Regions from separate parts of the Danio rerio genome. Here region 2 is linked to region 1. Evidence: chromatin contacts called from public HiCAR-type data. All regions are on one chromosome and are shown on one strand. Each heading gives the region's core, a stretch centred on a gene start, on an enhancer-like site or on the middle of the called end of the contact. The rest is flanking DNA. Distances are from core to core; before and after follow the strand shown. Region 1 holds the start of ebf1a (EBF transcription factor 1a). Region 2 holds the start of clint1a (clathrin interactor 1a).

What was found. HiCAR-type assays count read pairs that join an accessible place to other places.
Region 2: a contact with region 1 is called in a HiCAR-type map of caudal fin, with 4 times the contacts expected there. The contact joins the promoter of clint1a here to the promoter of ebf1a in region 1. A contact is called at or near these places in 1 of 18 Hi-C or Micro-C datasets (caudal fin) and 2 of 4 datasets of contacts at active chromatin or transcription factors (caudal fin and embryo).

What each region holds. Positions count from the first base shown.
Region 1 is chr14:39,622,803-39,625,666 of GRCz12tu, forward strand. ebf1a (EBF transcription factor 1a) reads left to right here and starts at 1,579. Exons shown (of 17, transcript NM_001423971.1): 1 at 1,579-2,303. The coding sequence starts at 2,170. It overlaps LOC141377560 (a long non-coding RNA gene), which reads right to left and starts at 1,392. Exons shown (of 3, transcript XR_012389897.1): 1 at 1,277-1,392.
Region 2 is chr14:39,968,582-39,971,614 of GRCz12tu, forward strand. clint1a (clathrin interactor 1a) reads left to right here and starts at 1,277. Exons shown (of 12, transcript NM_001003412.1): 1 at 1,277-1,414. The coding sequence starts at 1,374.

The sequences.
Region 1 (2,864 bases), core at 329-2,828:
TGATTTTTTTTTCTCGAACATGGGACATTTAAGTGACGCACATAATAAATTTTAGTTATGCTAAATAACATGTCTGTCTCTTATTTGGACACAATTCACCGTTTTCGCCAAGACTCGTTGTGTAGTTTCTGCCACTTTAAACTGCTGTGTGGCATATAAATACAAGGACCCAAGGGGAGTACAATTCCCCTCTGCCTGACCAGCTCTGCATAGGACGGACTCAGACCTCTCTCCTCCGTGCAATTCATTTAGCTCTGGTGCAATATCCATATCCGGAGCAAGCTCATTTTGAACATTTCTGAAATATAATAAAGCATATTTCAAATATTAATAAAAATGATTTTGTTTAAAAGAGGAAAAAAGTGCTGCTATTTACACTGTTTTGCGCTTATATTGTATTTTGTGTAGTCGTTTTATATTGTTTTTGACTAAGCATGCTGTTTAAACATTAGGTCTGAATGATCCGGTTTTGTTTGATGCGTTTAGCCTATTGTCGCTGCGGTGTTATATGGATTATAATATCTGCATTCTGCTCCTTTATCTATACTAATAAAAAAGTAGGCAATTTTAAAAAGCATTAAATAATTTTGTCAGTAAGGATTTTATAGTTTATTTTTTACTGATAACTGAAATAATAAAAAACAAACCTCAATGTTGGTGCAATGCACTAAGACGTCTCTTTGGAAATGTTTATGACACTAATTATAAATTTAGTCACATTGGTTGTCAAACATAGTATTTCTCGGGTTTATGTCTCTCATACGCACATTAATGAAATACTTCATACTTTATAATACTTTATACTACATTATGGTATTAGCCTAATAAAAAATCGACAATGATGTTTTAAAGAAAGCAGAATATCCTAGTGTGACCACGTTTTGGTTGGCTATATTAAAGCCTACCAGCTTACAAAAGTTCTCAATTCATTTATTTTACCTGAATATAAACTCTCAAGAACACACATCGCGCTCGTCTAGCAGGTAACCATAGCAACAGAGGTCTGTTTGACATGTCATTATTGATAATTTATGAAATAAAAATACTGACATAGCTATCATATTCTCTTTAAGCAATAATGCAGTGTTTTAAGGGCTTTTGGAAAAGCTGATAAATCTGCCAGGGGCGCCAAACCTCAACGCAACGCGCGCGGCGAAAACTCCCTCAGAAATGTTTTTATAAAACATCCAACTCTTGAGAGAGTTGCTGAACAACCCTAACACTAGCTCATCCCTATTTAAACAAACCCACTGTGCTGTTTCTTAAACAAACTTACAATATTAAAAGACAACTCTGCGTTCATGCGAACCACATCAGCTTGGCTCGACTCGCGCGGCGCGCTCCGGACTGCAGCTCCCCGCGTGACATTTAACGCGCGCATAACTTCTTTCTGGTTTCCCCTCTAAACACGCAGCTCGCTAAGTGGGCAGGGCGGGCTGTGATATCTAATTAGGCGACGGGCTTCGTGGTTGGGTGGACAGCTAATGGTAGTTCGGCTTACTTATGTTTGGGGGGCGGCCCTGCGTGCGCAGTCACTCCCTCCTCCTCCACCTCCTCCTCCCTTTGGGGTTAGTTTGCTTGTGTTTAGTTCCCAGAGACAGTCAAATCGGATTCCTTTGGGAAAGGACACAAATCACTCCCGTTTGAACAAGGGGAACAGCGAGGGAGCTGTCTCCACAAGGGTCCACCTCTCGTGGTTGATTTCATATTGCTCATTCATGTGATTTGATCAGAGAATACTCTTTGTGGAGAAAGACAGGAAAGGAAAGGAGGAGAAAATAAAGAAAGAAAAAAAATAGTCTCTGGATGATGACATTTGATCTAACCCTCAGCGAAGCCCGTTCTTGATCCTATTGTTTCTTAAAGTGACATTAGACTTTTTTCCCTCTTTCTCTCTCTCCCCCGCGCGCTAGACCGAAGGGACCTCCGGTTTAATCTTGCAGTTTTTGGTTTGTTTGTTTGTTTATTGTTGTGCGGTGTTCCCAAACCTGGATGTTGACATCTCGCGTTTCTTTTGGCACGTCGGTGTATTTTCGGTTTCACAGAGGAAGCGCTAATAGAGACAAACGCGGTGACACCTGCTCACCCGTACTCCTCTCCTTGTCTTTTTTTAACGGAGCGATCAAAAGAAGCAAGCAGCGACTGAGACGGTGACAGGAGTCTGTTTTCATGTTCGGGATTCAAGACAGCATTCAAAGGAGCGGGAGTAGTATGAAAGAGGAGCCCATCGGTGCCGGGATGAACGCTGTCCGGACATGGATGCAGGGCGCCGGAGTGTTGGATGCGAACACAGCCGCTCAGAGGTAAGCCGGCGGCGGTCTGCAGCGCCACGGCAACAGCTCGACGGAATGATATCGGGCGCTTATCATCCTGGGACGACACAAAACGCTCATGTATATCATCCTAATCAGTGCGCGATATCTGCTTATTAATAACCAGCTGACAAAGAGATTGATTTATTGCTGCGATAAGTTCGTAGCATCCTCCTGCGTGTCGTCGGCACCGACACATTGAAACGATGGAGTTGCAAGTCACATTTAAACTATTTAAAAAATATTTCTTCTGACATTATTATTTTAGCCTTAAAATAGCGGCTGCTTTTTAATGACTTTGCAACAGTGCGTTGATTTATTTGCCCTAAAATATGGAGTTTTAAAGAAAATAAATACCAGTAGCCTAGCTTACTTGTTTGTTCAAGTATAGATTTAGAGCAATTAAGCTACTTTATGATTTATCACAATTGCCAATAGTATGTTAAATGGAATATATGTTGTTAAAGACTAGCATAACTTTTTAAGTGATTGTGTAAAACACAAAGCTATATTTCAAGTTGTTTTCTTAAACTAATAAAGCAATTCACGTGT
Region 2 (3,033 bases), core at 27-2,526, 350 kb after region 1:
GGAATAATAAACTCATTAATCTTCATTAATTTTAGACATGGCATATACCGTATGATGTACAATAAAAGCACGTAAAAAGTTATTTATACAGTATATATATATATATATATATATATATATATATACAGTTGAAGTCAGAATTATTAGCCCCCTTTTGATTTTTATTTTCTTTTTTAAATATTTCCCAAATTATTTTTAACAGAGCAATGAAATTTTCACGGTATGTCTAATAATATTTTTTCTTCTGGAGAAAGTCTTATTTGTTTTAGTTCGGCTAGAATAAAAGCAGTTATTAATTTTTTAAAAGCCATTTTTGGGACAAAATTATTAGCCCCTTTAAGCTATTTTTTTTAAAAATAATTTACAGAGCAAACCATCATTACACAATACTTTGCCTAATTACCCTGACCTGCCTAGTTAACCTAATTAACCAAGTTAAGCCTTTAAATGTCATTTTAAGCTGTATAGAAGTGTCTTGAAAAATATAAAGTAAAATATTATTTACTGTCATTATGACAAAGATAAAATAAATCAGTTATTAGAAATAAGTTTTTAAAACTTTTATGCTTAGAAATGTGCTGAAACAATCTTCCCTCCATTAAACAGAAATTTGGGAAAAAAATAAACAGGGGTGCTAATAATTCAGGGGGGCTAATAATTCTGACTTCAACTGTATATATATATATATATATATATATATATATATATATATATATATATATATATATATATGAAAAGTGTTTTTAAACTAAACATAGATTTTTATTTGGTTTGCACATGTACTTCTTGAATTACTTCAAGGAATAAATAGCAATATTTCAAGAAGAATTAATTGAAAAAAACACAAAAATATAACATTACACTGAATTCATAATTTTTTTTTGTGTGCCACCCCAAGATTTGGTGCGGCCTCTTCTGGCCACCCCTAAGAAAATTTTCTGGGGGCGCCACTGCAGAACGAAGAATTGACATCAATTTCTTCAATGAATCTGGTTAAAAAATGCTTAACAGGGTAAAGTTTATGTAGTATCTTAAGTAAGATTTCTTTGATTTTCTTTGAAATTATATATTTAATAGATACCCAGAGTTTCCTTCAATTAATATTCCTTCTCTACCATTTTCTGCAAGGTTACTTTAAAGTATATTATGTCATATCCTCATCTTGAAAGGATGTAGTGTTTCTGCTGAAGCAGCCTACGAAATTTCCGTAAGTGACGGAGCATTTCCGTAGAAACCTGTGTGGCCTGCGCTCCTCCGCCGTAACTTTAGAGTTCATGCTTCGGCTTTCGTGACAGCTCTACTGGCACGACCAGCGGATTTCAAGGGCTGGAACACCTGTTTACTCGACCGAGAGCCACAGCGACACGGCCAAGATGTTGAATATGTGGAAAGTGCGGGAGCTGGTTGATAAAGCGTGAGTATTTTGGATGTTTCCGAAAGTATTTCGGCGTCTTGCCTCGTACCTGTTGAAAATGAGACACGTACGCACTCATTGACGTCACATCGCACTCTCGAGACTGGAGCTAAGTTAGCACAGCGGCTAACAACAGCTTTGTGTTCCCCTTAAAAGTCTTGTATTTCACCAGTGCAGATTTTTCAATCGGTTTTGTTACTTTACAAGAGGTCTAAACTTGTTTATTAACGCCCTAATATTGCACAGGGATCCTTAATATCAACACATTGGCTAATTTTATGACACTTGCTAAACTTGTGCTGGCTGTCAAAACACGGCGCTTGTGTATCAAAGTGCTTTCCACATAAACTAACCTTGCGATTGTTTATCTTTTTAAGTGAGAAAACTGTTGTTTAAAACAGGAGTATGCGTTTAAATTTATATATGAAGTGACTTAAACTTTTTGTAACGTTCGGGAGTCATTTGTTCAAGCTAACTAGTTAGCCTAATATGAACAACAGCTCATTGTTCATATTTGTGTGCTGTGTGTTTACTGCCGATTATTCAACAAACTGTTTACATTTTTCAAAGCCATGGATGTGTCGGTGATTATACAGTAATAGAGGCCACTGAGTTTCATGAAAACTGCAGCAGTTAAACAGAAACTTGTGTTTTTACCCCTAAAACGAGAGGGACATCAAACACTTCAGAAATATAGTTTCTGTTATGCTTTAGTACAAACCAAACTAATACACATTTGTTCAGAAGAAGAAAATGTATCTCCAATGAAAATAACATTTTAAACAAACATAAACAACATTATACTCAAAGGTCAAAGAAATGTTTTACATGAATTGGTTTATATTTAGTATTTTGAACTAAATTTCAGCTGGGACCCACTTTTAACATGTTTCCAAACCATTTAAATCTTGCATGAGGTGTAAGTTCCTATAAAATTAACATGGTATTGTGACATTTTTCTATCTGAATTTGAATAAAGGGCATTGTTTTATTAAAGTATTCCTTCTCACAAACTTTTGTGCACAGCAAACTAACAGTTGTAGAGAAATGGCTTATGGTGTTTTACTTGAGCTGTCTAACAGCCTTACAGAAGGATAGACATTCAAGAGTGGAAACAAATTTGATTAAAGATTACCAAAATTTCTTGCAAAGAGTAATCATTCACCTCAAGAAGAGCAATGTGAGCCATTAAAATCTATTTATTTTGGTTTGTTGCAGACTTTAAGAGTTTTGTTTTTAGCTGTGCTATCTAAAATCAAACTGTCAGTTACTGTTTAATGAATAATTTACGAGTTTGTTTATTATGAAAGGATTGCAATTTAGAATTAAATGTGCCAGTCAGAGATAACTCAAATCTGTAGCTGGTCACCCCTTATTAAACAGAAACTTTGTGACATAAATATCATTTTAATTTTAGAAAGTTTAATCATTTTAATTAAAAAAATAGAATAAAATGATCTGTTTTATGGTGATCATTAATTATTGTGCAACTCTCAATCTAGTTTTCCCCCCATTCTTATCTTGCTATTTTCTCATAGTACAGAACAGCGGTTGTTGAAGGCTTTAATTCACAAATGAGAGTTTGTGCAAACTTTTGGGTGTTACCTATCTGGGTATGT